Regions from separate parts of the Gossypium arboreum genome. Here region 1 is linked to region 2. The links are chromatin contacts, called in public Hi-C maps. All regions are on one chromosome and are shown on one strand. Each heading gives the region's core, a stretch centred on a gene start, on an enhancer-like site or on the middle of the called end of the contact. The rest is flanking DNA. Distances are from core to core; before and after follow the strand shown.

What was found. A called contact is a pair of places that touch in the nucleus more often than the background predicts.
Region 1: a Hi-C map of leaf shows a contact between it and region 2, with 2.4 times the contacts expected there. The contact joins the enhancer-like site here to the promoter of LOC108463335 in region 2. A contact is called at or near these places in 2 of 5 Hi-C or Micro-C datasets (both in leaf).

The regions. Positions count from the first base shown.
Region 1 is chr13:106,303,199-106,308,917 of ASM2569848v2, forward strand. All of the region lies in intron 1 of LOC108463768 (glyceraldehyde-3-phosphate dehydrogenase GAPCP2, chloroplastic), which reads left to right. Among protein-coding and RNA genes, the nearest start is that of LOC108463767, 18 kb to the right of the region's middle. Within about 2 kb of position 3,528, at least 2 of the 2 cell types and tissues checked have an H3K27ac peak or open chromatin away from gene starts, as enhancers often do. A contact at or near this core is called in leaf, where this site is marked.
Region 2 is chr13:106,260,071-106,266,184 of ASM2569848v2, forward strand. LOC108463335 reads right to left here and starts at 3,930. Exons shown (of 14, transcript XM_053023843.1): 1 at 3,679-3,930; 2 at 3,096-3,460; 3 at 2,181-2,364; 4 at 1,800-1,850; 5 at 703-833; 6 at 497-613; 7 at 271-390. The coding sequence starts at 2,354. LOC108463336 (a long non-coding RNA gene) reads left to right here. Exons shown (of 3, transcript XR_001868056.2): 2 at 2,288-2,417; 3 at 2,528-2,728.

The sequences.
Region 1 (5,719 bases), core at 2,278-4,777, 43 kb after region 2:
CTCATCAAAACAGAACTTTAAGCCATTGTCTGTGTGGAGGTGTTTTATTTGTTTTCCCGTCTGTTTTTCAATCATAGTTTTCCAAGACTTAAATACGGAAAACACATCGCTTTTTTGCTTCAGGAATAACGCCCAAACTTTTCTAGAAAAATCATCAATAAAAGTTAGCATATAATTAGCTCTACCTTTTGAAGGCACTCTGGATGACCCCCACAGATCAGAATGAATATACTCCAATGTTCCCTTCATGTTATGGATTCCTCTGGTGAATTGAACTCTCTTTTGCTTTCCAAAAATGCAGTGCTCATAGAACTTCAGTTTGCAAATTCATTGCCCATCAAAAAGTCCTCTTTTGCTCAATTTTGTCATGACATTTTCACTCATATGCCCTAGGCGCATATGCCAAAGTTTAGTAATATCATCATCTGACAAGGAAGAAGAAGTGACAGCTACATCACCGGTAACAGTAGAACCCTGCAAAACATATAACTTGGTAGTATTTCTCTGCCCTTTCATCACAACGAGGGAACCTTTAGAAATCTTCAAAACCCCACTTCAGTTGTGTATTTGTACCATTTTTTAATCAAGAATACATAATGAAATTAAATTTCTCTTCAATTCTAGAACATGTCGCATGTCACTAAGTGTTCTGACAACTCCGTCAAACATCTTAACTTTAATTGTTCCAACATCTGTAACTATATATGAAGAATTATTTCCCATTAAAGTAACAACTTCAAACACTATTTCATAAGTTGTAAACCAATCTCGATTGGGACTCATGTGGAAGGTGCAGCCCGAATCAAGGATCCATTCCTTGCTCATTTTAGAATTATTGACAGAAGTGACTAGAAGTTCACCATTACTGTAGTCTTCTACAACATCAGATTCACCAGATTTTTCTGGTTGTTTTCCCTTTTTGATTCGCAGCCTCCTTTTTGATCTTGTTTTGTAACTTATAGCACTCAGATTTAATGTGCCCTTTATTCTTACAGAAGTTACAAGTTTTACCTCTATTTGAAGACTTTGATCTACCTTTAGATTTATTGTGAGAATTCCGTTCCTGTGTCCTTCCACGATCATCATCAGCATTTCGATCTTGTCTTCTATGAACAATGAAACCCTCTCCCTAATAGTCGAGTTTAACCACAAGATGCTTCATCTTATCATACGAGGTAAATGAATCATAAACCTCATCAACTGTGAGAGACTCGCGACTATATAAAATCGTGTCTCTAAGGGTTGAATAAGACGGGGGCAACAAACAAAGTAGAATCAACCCTAGATCTTCCTTATCATACTGAACCTCCATGGTCTCCAAGTTTGAGAGAATTTCTTTAAACACTGTTAAGTGTTCGTGCAAACGATGAGCAAAATGTGCTGCTTCAGATGCAACTTGTTGGTTAGAGTTTTCGACATACATATTTGTTCTAAGCTCTTCCATAATATAGCGGCGGTCTTCTCCTTCATCATATCTTGTAAATTTTCGTTAGACAAATACAAATATAACTGTGTTAACACCTTTCAATCCTTAAGCTTCTTCTCTTCCTCCGTCAATGTCGAAGGCATCTTATCTATCCCTAGTAGGGCATCTTCTAAGCCCATCTGTGCAAGAACTGTTAGCATCTTTATCAGCCACAACGCGAATCTGGTGTTGAAATCCAACAGCGAAATTTCATACTTCAAAGACGTCATTACCGTGATTGAAATGAACAACCCAAAAGCTCGGATACCAATTTGTAAAAAATAGAATGTCGGTAATGACAATATATCGTAAAAAAAGAGAGAAAAAATAAAGAACACACAGATTTTACGTGGAAACCCTTTTGGGAAAAAAACCACGGGCAAAAGAGAAGAAAATTCACTATGTCAATTCGAGTGATTACAAGAGGAGTAGACTATGTCTATTTATAGGCTTGTAAAACCATATTCTAATAAGAGTGTAGTAAAATTGAAACACCTTATTCTAATCAATATCAAATAGATGGAGTTTAATAAGATTTAAAAAACCTTATTCTAAAATAAACTGAAAGAAGCGTAGTTCTATATGGATTTTACTTTTACTTTATTTTACCATTGTATTTTACTTAAATAAGGATTCGGGTCACTCAATTCTAACAGTAGTCTACGTTCTTATAATAATTAATTAAAAAAAGAAATCAAAACTAAATAAAGCTTAATAAAAAATTTTGATTGAAAGAATGGTTAATCAAACCCAATTGGAAATACAAAGAAAGAGGAAAAAATAACTATGTTGTTCAACAGTAATCAAAAGAAAAATTTTATAATTTTTGTTTTCAGCTAATTAATACCTAGTTTGCTATCCATAACTCCTCCCCAAACTCATAAATAAGAGGATAATGCACTTCAGCGTACTGAAACATACGTCTCTTGTATTGACAACAATGTTGATACTAATTGAGCTAAGACCTAATTAGTTACCTAATCTTTTATTCTTAAACAAACTCTTCAAAGATAAAATTAAATATTTATCTAAATAAAAAAAAGATAAAATTTAATTCTAATTCAACTCTTAATAAAATATCTTTACAAATAATATTTAAATAAAAATTAAAATAAAATAATCTTAATTTTTTTTAACATTAATCTCATTATAAATTTTTTATCATACCTACTCTTTTTGATATAGCCTCCTCATCAGCTCTTAAATAGGAGGATAATGCACTTCAGCACACTTGAACCCATGACCTCCTACATTGGCAACAATATTGATGCCAATAGAGTTAAGATAGACCCAATCGACAAATAATCTTAAATTTTAAAAAGCCTAATACATCAAATTACTCTTCTCATGCTTCAATCTTCCATTTGACTTCTTCATATTCACTTGTTTTCGACATTTTGGACTTCATTTCTACATAGAAATTATGAGTGGGAGTGTTTAAACAAATAACCGAACCGAATTAAAATATTTTGATTAATTCAATCGGTTAATTAACTTAACTAAAATTTATATGTTTTTATCTTTTAATTAAAATATGTATAAAATATATAAAATTTACATTGTTGTTTTCAAAAATTGCAAACGGAAAATGCATGATCTGCACAGAAAAATATACCAACTCAAATTCTTTAGCTCAACTAAAGGAAGAGAGGGAAAACTCAAATTAAAGGTTGAGAAGTACTTACACTATGCAAGTTTCACAGAAATAGACAATAAGAAAGGGAATTGGAAATGGAAAGGGAAAAGTTTCATATATGGATTTTAGGATTAAAAAATGAATTGAAGTTTCACAGAAATAGAAACAGTAAAGTAAAATAGTAAAGTAAAGATAGCAGGTTTTTTTTTTTTTAAATTACACTAACAATTATTTAATTTTAAAATAATTAACAAAATAATCACTTAAATTTTATTTTAATTAGTTAACTTTAAAAAAAATAAAATAAAACAATCATCTTTACCGTTTTCTGCAGACGTAACGGTAAGAGGACATGGTAGATGACGGCTCCAGCTGGCCGGTTCTTTTGAAAATTTATAACCATCAATGGCTATTTACCAAGCCTTATATCATCGACTTGGACGAAGTTTAATACTTACAAACAGAAATTAGGCTTCTCCGCCGTTCCGGAGTTGCATTCACCACCACTTTTCTTTTAATTTTTCTTCTTTAGTATTAATTTTATTAATCCCCACACGCAAGCCAGGCCACATTCTTCTCCACCTCTTCTTTTTCAAATAACACCAGAAAATGAAACGAAGTTGAAAAACCCAGAACAGAAAAACAATGATTTTTTTATTACTTTTTTGGAGAGATTTGTTTATTTTTTTTCTCAAATTATGGGATCTGTTACAATGGACCCTGCTGTTTTGGATAATATAATATGTCGTTTATTGGAGTTTAAGTAGGAAAGGACAGGGGACAAGCAAGTGCAGCTGATGGAAGGTGAGATCCGTCAGCTTTGCACTTTTGCAAGGGAGATATATTAGCTTTTTAATTCATATGTTCTTTTTTGGATTTTCCATTTGAAAAATGGTGGAAATTCATGTTTTGGTTCTTTGGGTATTTTAGTTTTAGGATTTGGGTGTTCCTAATTTTGACTGGTTAAGGGAAAAGTTGAAAACTTTGAAGAAATGTTATTAAGGGAAAAGTTGAATGCATTTTAAGGAATTAAGGAGATGTGTGTGTGTTCCTGAATGGTTATGTAAGTGCGTAGGAGTTGCATTGAGATAATACTTGATTTCTTATTTAAATTACATTAACTGAAAATTATTTACTTTTTGATGTTGTTCTTGGTATGATTTGTTTCTTAGCCTGCTTGCTAATTGATGTAAAATGGAAGTAGGGGATTAATTGTAGTTTAATCTTTAGAATAATTGCAAATGAGGTTTGAGTACGTTTTTTCTTAGCTATTAATCAACTCTGCCATGAACATAATCTGAATTAGATGAGGGTTATGGATGGTGCGAACTTATCACCTTCTTGGTGCATTGCATCATTGTTTTAGCTTTAATGTCGTAGGAGGAAGAGAGGGTAGCTACGGTCTAGGTATGAGGATCTTTAAACTTGGTTTGCTTCTTTTTATCTTAGCTTTTTCTAATTTCTTCATAAATTGGGTGAATTTTCACCATCACTGGCCACGTCAACTAGTTAACTTACTACATTAGCGGTCCTTTTAAAACACTAATAAAAACTATTAATTAGTAATTGTTTTGTCATTTTTTTATAATGTTAATAATTATTTTATTATTTTTTAAAAGTTGAGTGACTGAAATAAAATTTAAGTGACTGTTTTGTTAATTATTTCAAAATTAAGTTTCGATAAAATAAAATAAAAACAAAAAAAAACAAAATTACTTCATAATGTTCTAGCAACTAATCCACAAAATATAAAAAAAAAAATACGATGGTGGAGGACGAACATGATGGTGACTTGATAGATGTTGAGTGGCGGTGAGTGTCGGGTTGTCGACCATTAGGCGGAAGAGAGCTAAAGCTTGAAGTTGAAGGTGCATTGGGTTAGGGGCTTAGGACGTGAAAGATGATGGCGGACAAATGATGATGGTGACCTGGTGGACTCTGAACACTGGTGAGTGTGTCAATGTCGATGTCGGGCCACTAAAAGGTTTTCGATTTTGGGTGATTCAACTTATGGAGTGTATATTTGTATTTCCACTTTTTGTTTTTAATTTTTAGGTCTTTAAGGGTTTTTATATTAAATTATTTATGTAATATAAGTTAATTTTATAATTAAATAATTATTAAGTTGACTTGGATTGTGTTTATAAATGCATATTTGGAATGGGTTTATAGTGGGGGCTTGGGCTGGGGGTGGTCGGCTAGCTAATATATATTATATAAACAATATATATTATTTATTTCAGTTAATTTGGTTAATTATTTAGTTTTGGATTGAATTAATCAATAACTAAAATTTTAAAAATTATTAATCGGCTTCCGATCGAACTAAATTCAGTCACCGACCAATTAATGAAATTAGATCGGTTCGATCGGTTAATTTGATTTTGACCGAATTATGAACATTCTTAGAAATCAGACAATAAACGCCAAAAATAATATCATTGTGTCCAAAATTTTATAAAAATAAAGTACATAAATATATTAATTTGACATAATATCAATTTCTCCCTACTTAGTGGATGCTTATCCTTAAACATATACCATATTTCACCATTAAATAAATCAAATTTTTTAAAAAAAGAACAGCATTCCACAATCTTACTCAAATTAAGCCAAGG
Region 2 (6,114 bases), core at 2,680-5,179:
AGTGCGTGCTGTTGGCACTTTCTCTTCACTTTAAGGTACCTAAAAATTTTAACCCGTACAGGGTTAAAACCATTTGGAGTTGGAAGTTCATCCACGAAGAATATGAATTTCAATCCGACAAATAGAGAAGATGAATAGGCAAAAACCAAAAGCCCTAGAGAACCAGGAAAATAAAGATAAAAGACTACATCTTCCCCTGGAAAGTTTCAAGAAGTACTTGAGTAAAATTTGTTATTCAAATGCAGAACTTTCTTGAGGGGTAATAAAAACCTGGGTGTAAAAGTCTCTTTCACAGAAATATAACGCTTCCAATATGGCAGGGTTGATTTATGAGTTGCTTTCTTTGTACCACCCTTATAAGCCCTGACCATAAACTCTTCAGTTCTAACTCTGCAAATTCAGAACATTCGAGAGAAATGATACCAAATTATTTACTGACCTCATCTAGTAACGTAATATATTCAAGATGGATCTAAGGTCTTCACTGCAAACTCACTTGTTTTCAAAGTTTGATAACCATTTAAGGTAGGTTGCTCCGAAATATACATTTACAAAAGGCCTGTACAGAATGTCTGGATCCCCTTCAATTTTGTATAATGAAATCTGATACTCCCTACAAGAATTTTCAAACTACAAGTTCATAAATCCAAAGCAGGTTTAGCTTAGTTACATGCAGCTGCACTAGAAAACATAAAATTGTACTTGGCCATCGACTCTGCAGTTGCTAGTGAAATCTGCATGATTCCTACTGTAGTGACCTTGGATTTCTTATCATGTTGCTCGGCAAGAGGCTGCCTATTACTTTCAAGTTCTGCAATAGTACAAATCATCTCCTGCAGAACGGTGAAAGAATGCCAAACTTTAAAAATTAGAAATAAGTAATAACTGTAACTTCAATTTTTCTACAGATTATTTAGGATGTACATAGTATATTGGCACATAACAGAGCCATGCTACAAAACAATGTACTACAAGGAAGTAGCGAATTCACTGCAAATTTAGCCTTTTTTCCTTTTGTTAATACAAGACATATTTTAGAAAGTAATAGTCATTATTGGACTGTACGGTGTCAATCTTTTTTGCCTCCATCCATTCACTTCACCTCAAATCGGCAGTTCCTTTTAACAGAACCTTTTGTGATATTACCATCTGGTATTGGATTTTTAATGTTTATAGCATTCCCCCCAACTTGACACAATTTAGCTGTTGTAGAATCCATTTTTGAGAATGAGATAAATAAAGGTGGGGTTCACGATATCTATTTGAGTAAATACTTCGTATATTTATTGTAATGTATTGACCCTCAGTCAAACTCCAGTGGTTAAAAATTCAACTCTTTATATGCCTTAAAACAAAAATGGTCAAAAGCCAATATCTGGGACAAAAGTAAGATTCATTCAGACAAATACAGAGGAAAGGAAGAGAGAGATAGAAGGTTTCCTATAAACAGGATAGATTTAAAAACTTGCAGTGTCATAATCGTGTTTAAGGTATAATATATTTATAAAACTTTTGATACATTAATAATTTGTATTGTATAGATTTCAAGATATTTGTATATTCATGTCATCAGAAAATGGCGTATCCTGAAAATAGCCTTGTCTTCAGAAATTAGGATTATGATAGTAACACTTCATTGTTATATGCATATTATTTAAGAAGAGTTTCTGTCAGGAATTATACTGCCTGACCAGAGTAATTTTACACTAATGTAAGATAAAATCATATAATAAATTTCTGTATGATCAAGACTGGAAATCAGTGGTACGGGAGACAAATCCAGGTGATAGGTGACATACCGGATCTATATGTGTATCAAAATGTCTGCTAGTAACAATTTCAGCAACAGCCTGAAACAGCACCATAAGATAAATTAGAAGTAAAAACCTTGTGGCAAAATCTAACGGTCTTGAATTTATTATTATTATTATTATTGTAGTACAGGAGTAAGCAAAGTATACTACTGTATCATGCTAATGTGTTGGAAAAACGAATAAGACAAAATCAGACTAATATCTAAAAATAACCAAAACAAAAGTACTTAAGGAAGATTAAATGTTATAAAAGAAATTTTAACTTCTTAGCCATTCGAACTTTATGGAAGACTACTTATTGAGATTAATATTCCCAAATTTTTAATAGCAGTGAAGTATTGATAATATGGTATTCAAGTTGCGTACCCGCATCTCTGTTTGTGTCAAATAAGGCTGTCCTTCAGGATCCCTTGATAGGTGAACTTTTTGTCCTTGAGTCTCCCCAACATCAATCCACTCTTTTCTCACTGCAGGTTGTTGCCACATTGCTTCCAAATCCTCAGGATCAACACAGTCATCCCAATATTTGAAGCCGACCATCGTGGCAGGACTGCTCAACAGCATTGGATTCGATTACTCCAATATTGATAGAAACATCACACGGTATGCAAAGAAATGGAACTATGAAATTTGCCGTTCAAGGGGCAATAATGGATAACTGTTTCATACATTTATAGCTAATGATCCATATGTAAATTGTATTCCTAACACAGGAGAACACAAAGATGGATGCATCAAAGTAAAAACACTAAGGAGCAGTCTACCATTAGGAGAAACGAAAGCAAAAGCAAAGTGTACGAGGCAATTAGCGATTGGAATTACCTAAGCGCTGAAAAAAGAACATTTTGTATGAATTTTGAACAAGACAAAGGATCAAAGAACCACTCAATGAAATATTCTTTATCCAGACAAAACCAGGAGAAATCATTGTTCTCTTTCCACTTCCCTTCTTCCCTAAAACAAATGGATGGAATTTTAACCTATACTCAGAACCATAGACACTCACCCCCAAAAATGAAGATTCCCAAGATTCTAAACAAAAAAAATCTAAAGATTTATTGGTATCAACAAATTCCAATGAAACAAATAATATGGGAAATACACCATACATGGTCAATTCAAATATTGACGTTAAAATGCCGAAACACAAAAAGATGAAAAAAAAACCCCATAAATCAGATACATATATATATAGACATACATGCAAGGAAAAATAAGAAAGAGCGCGAAGAGAAAAGAAATACCAGCTTAACACAAGGAAATATGAAATAGTAATAATACCATAAACAGAAGAGAAGAAAATGAGAAGGAAGAAAGGAATATAATGGAGAAATGGGTAACTAGAGATTTTAGAAAAGAAGGAAAGATGAGTGAAATGCCATTGATACCGGCATTGGCTTCTGTAATTTTCAAAAATATATATATATTGGCCAAGTGGATTCATTAGCAAAGCACGACACTTGGCATTTGCAAATTGGAACGCTCTGTGTCTCTCTCTTCTGCCTACCAATACGAATGAATGAATACCCGCCTCTGTTCTTCAATTAGTCTCCTTGTCGTTAATAGATACAACTGTTCGGGCGTCAAGTTATCCCTTTATTTCGTTACCTTCTGTTGGTATTGGCATGTATTTGAAAAAGCATATTCTATCACAAAAAAAAAAAGAGAGAAAAAAGCATATTCCCTGTTATTTATTAATTATTAACTGGTTTATTAATCTAAAAAATATTTTTTTTAAAATAATAAAGATATATAAATATTAATAAAATAAACTTTTATAATTTTTAAGAAGTAATTTTTGGTCAAAGATAATCAGAGCCTCAACCTTGATAGATCTATATTGTTAATATTGTTATATCTATACCTTTTAAGCCCACCAACGGTAATCCAACAAGCTCACCTCTCGACCCTACGGCCTCACCGGACCTCACCAAACCCCATTCGAGCGAAGACCAACAGCAAAGACTAGATCCTATCGACCAAGACCTTGGAACTCCTACTTTGCCAGCCCACAATAAGGTGAGCACATGTCGAGAGACCACACTCTTAACAAAGGGGACTGTTTAACATTTTTGCTGTATGCTTACTTATTATGCTAAAGGGCAGCCTACACTTAAGGGAGAGGAAAAGCATTAGGTCACCTAAACCTAGATAATACAAAACCATTAACCAAAAGACACGTGTAATATTAGGAAATGGCTGACAACACCTCTTATAAATGTTTGTTGGAAAATTAGGTTCGAAAAATGCATCGAAAAATAGATGCAAGGGAAAAACAAAGTTTTAATTTTTTTTCAAAAAATAAAAACTTTGGTTGTGTTATCTAAAGTAATAAACATTTAATCAGAATCGTACATTTATGATTTGTCTAGGATGAACGTTTCAACCAAGTAATCTTCTCTACTATCCTCAAGTTCACATTTCCTGAGTGTAGGCTTGCTTCAAATAAAAAAATTGACAAAAATTACCAGAGTGGTAAGTTTTTAATTTATCTAAACTCTTGAGTCAAGTTGTAAATAATAAGAATATCTTTAGAAATTTTTGAAATAATTTCTTTAGAGAATTTTCTCTTTTCAACTTTTCTTGAAAGTGTATGAGAATGATGATCCATGCTCTCTTTATATAAGAAGAATTTAGAGAGAATTTAACTAGAATTAGAATTAATCATATTAATATTAAATTAATAAAATATTATCAAATAAATATTAAATTTAATTTAATATCTAGATAAATTTTAAATTAAATTAAATATTAAAAAATATTATTTTTGGAAAAGTTAATTTGAAATTAAGTTATCTGGTAGAACCGCACTAGGAGTATAATTTTTTTATTACTCTACTGTAAAAAAACCATCACTGATGACCATCTATCAGCCATTGGATCACCGCTGTCTTAGTTGCCATGCCCAGCAATGCCATTGTCAGCGCCACTTCTCCTTAGCACCTCGAACCATCACTGTTTGGCCCGAATAGGCCTAATCGATTCATTCCGGGCTAGTGATGGCATGACTGGTCCTGTTCAGCCACCGGTTGGACTGTTGGTCCAATTTCATACATAGGGCATGGTTCACCAATTTTTGGATTTTAGTCTCCAGTTTTGGTTCTTAGGTTCAATTTTTCATCTCCGGTCCAATTTTCATGATCAATTATCCATTAGGCCAAATGTCTGACTTGAGAATTAATTTTCAAAAATATCATATTTATTTTAATTAAGTTAATTTTACTTGATCAAAATTAATTATCCCAAAAATCATTGAGACTTTTCAAATTAATTTTTCAAGAAAATTCTTTAATCAAATTCTCTAATTGATTCACACAATCACCTAATTTAATTTCACATCGAATAAATCAACTCAACTGAAGTATTTCCAAAGTCGTATAATTTTCTTCTAATTCAAATGCAAGTCTGATCGAGCTTTTGTTGAGCTAGTGGAGGGACCAGTTGAACAAATACAATTAGGCTCGAGTAATTGCAATTATGCCTAGAAGTATCATTCTGATAATTCACAATTTACTTAATTATAAAGTTAGTCCACAAGAAGTACCATGATTGAAAACTCCTTATTGTGTACTCTTTACAAAAGCAATTCATTCAACTGTTTTGTTTAATGACCTCGTCATGTGTGTGTTACCCTCATATGATATCCTTGATTCTTTTGAGTTAAATTCATTCACTTAATACAATCCTATTTTATCTCATTATCACCATTGTATCTTCTTAATAATTAGTATGATCATTGTCAACTAATGACTATGTTAAATTGCTTGTTCGAGAATAAGCAACCTGTGGCCACGTTTCATATTTCTCAATCCACAAAAAGTCAATTAAAAGGATATTGTTAACTCTTTAGTTGAACTATAAATTTCATTGTTGCTAGTAAAGCCATTCAATACCCAAGTCATGTACCCAACATATCGGCTATCAACTCGATCATCTTTAGAGCATAAGCCTCCATTTATATCAAAGCACATGAGTTACATACGCATGGTCAATAACTAACTTAGGATTTAGGTAAGTCACATCATGAACGTCACAAATGACTTAATTCACAAATGGATTTAGAATTAATTCAACTTGGATCCAGTCCAGTGTATCATTCTTTTAATAAGTACATCTATGTCTTTACCTGTGGAGTCAGTTGCTCCGATAACCAAGACTAGCCATTTTCATAATTGTAATTGTAGACGACATAATAATCCTTCTAAGTATTTGAATAACTTGCTCACTTTGATTTTTTTACGGGATTACGAACTTGTTTAGATTATCTACTGATGTAAGTTGTCTTTCTCACAATGTTACA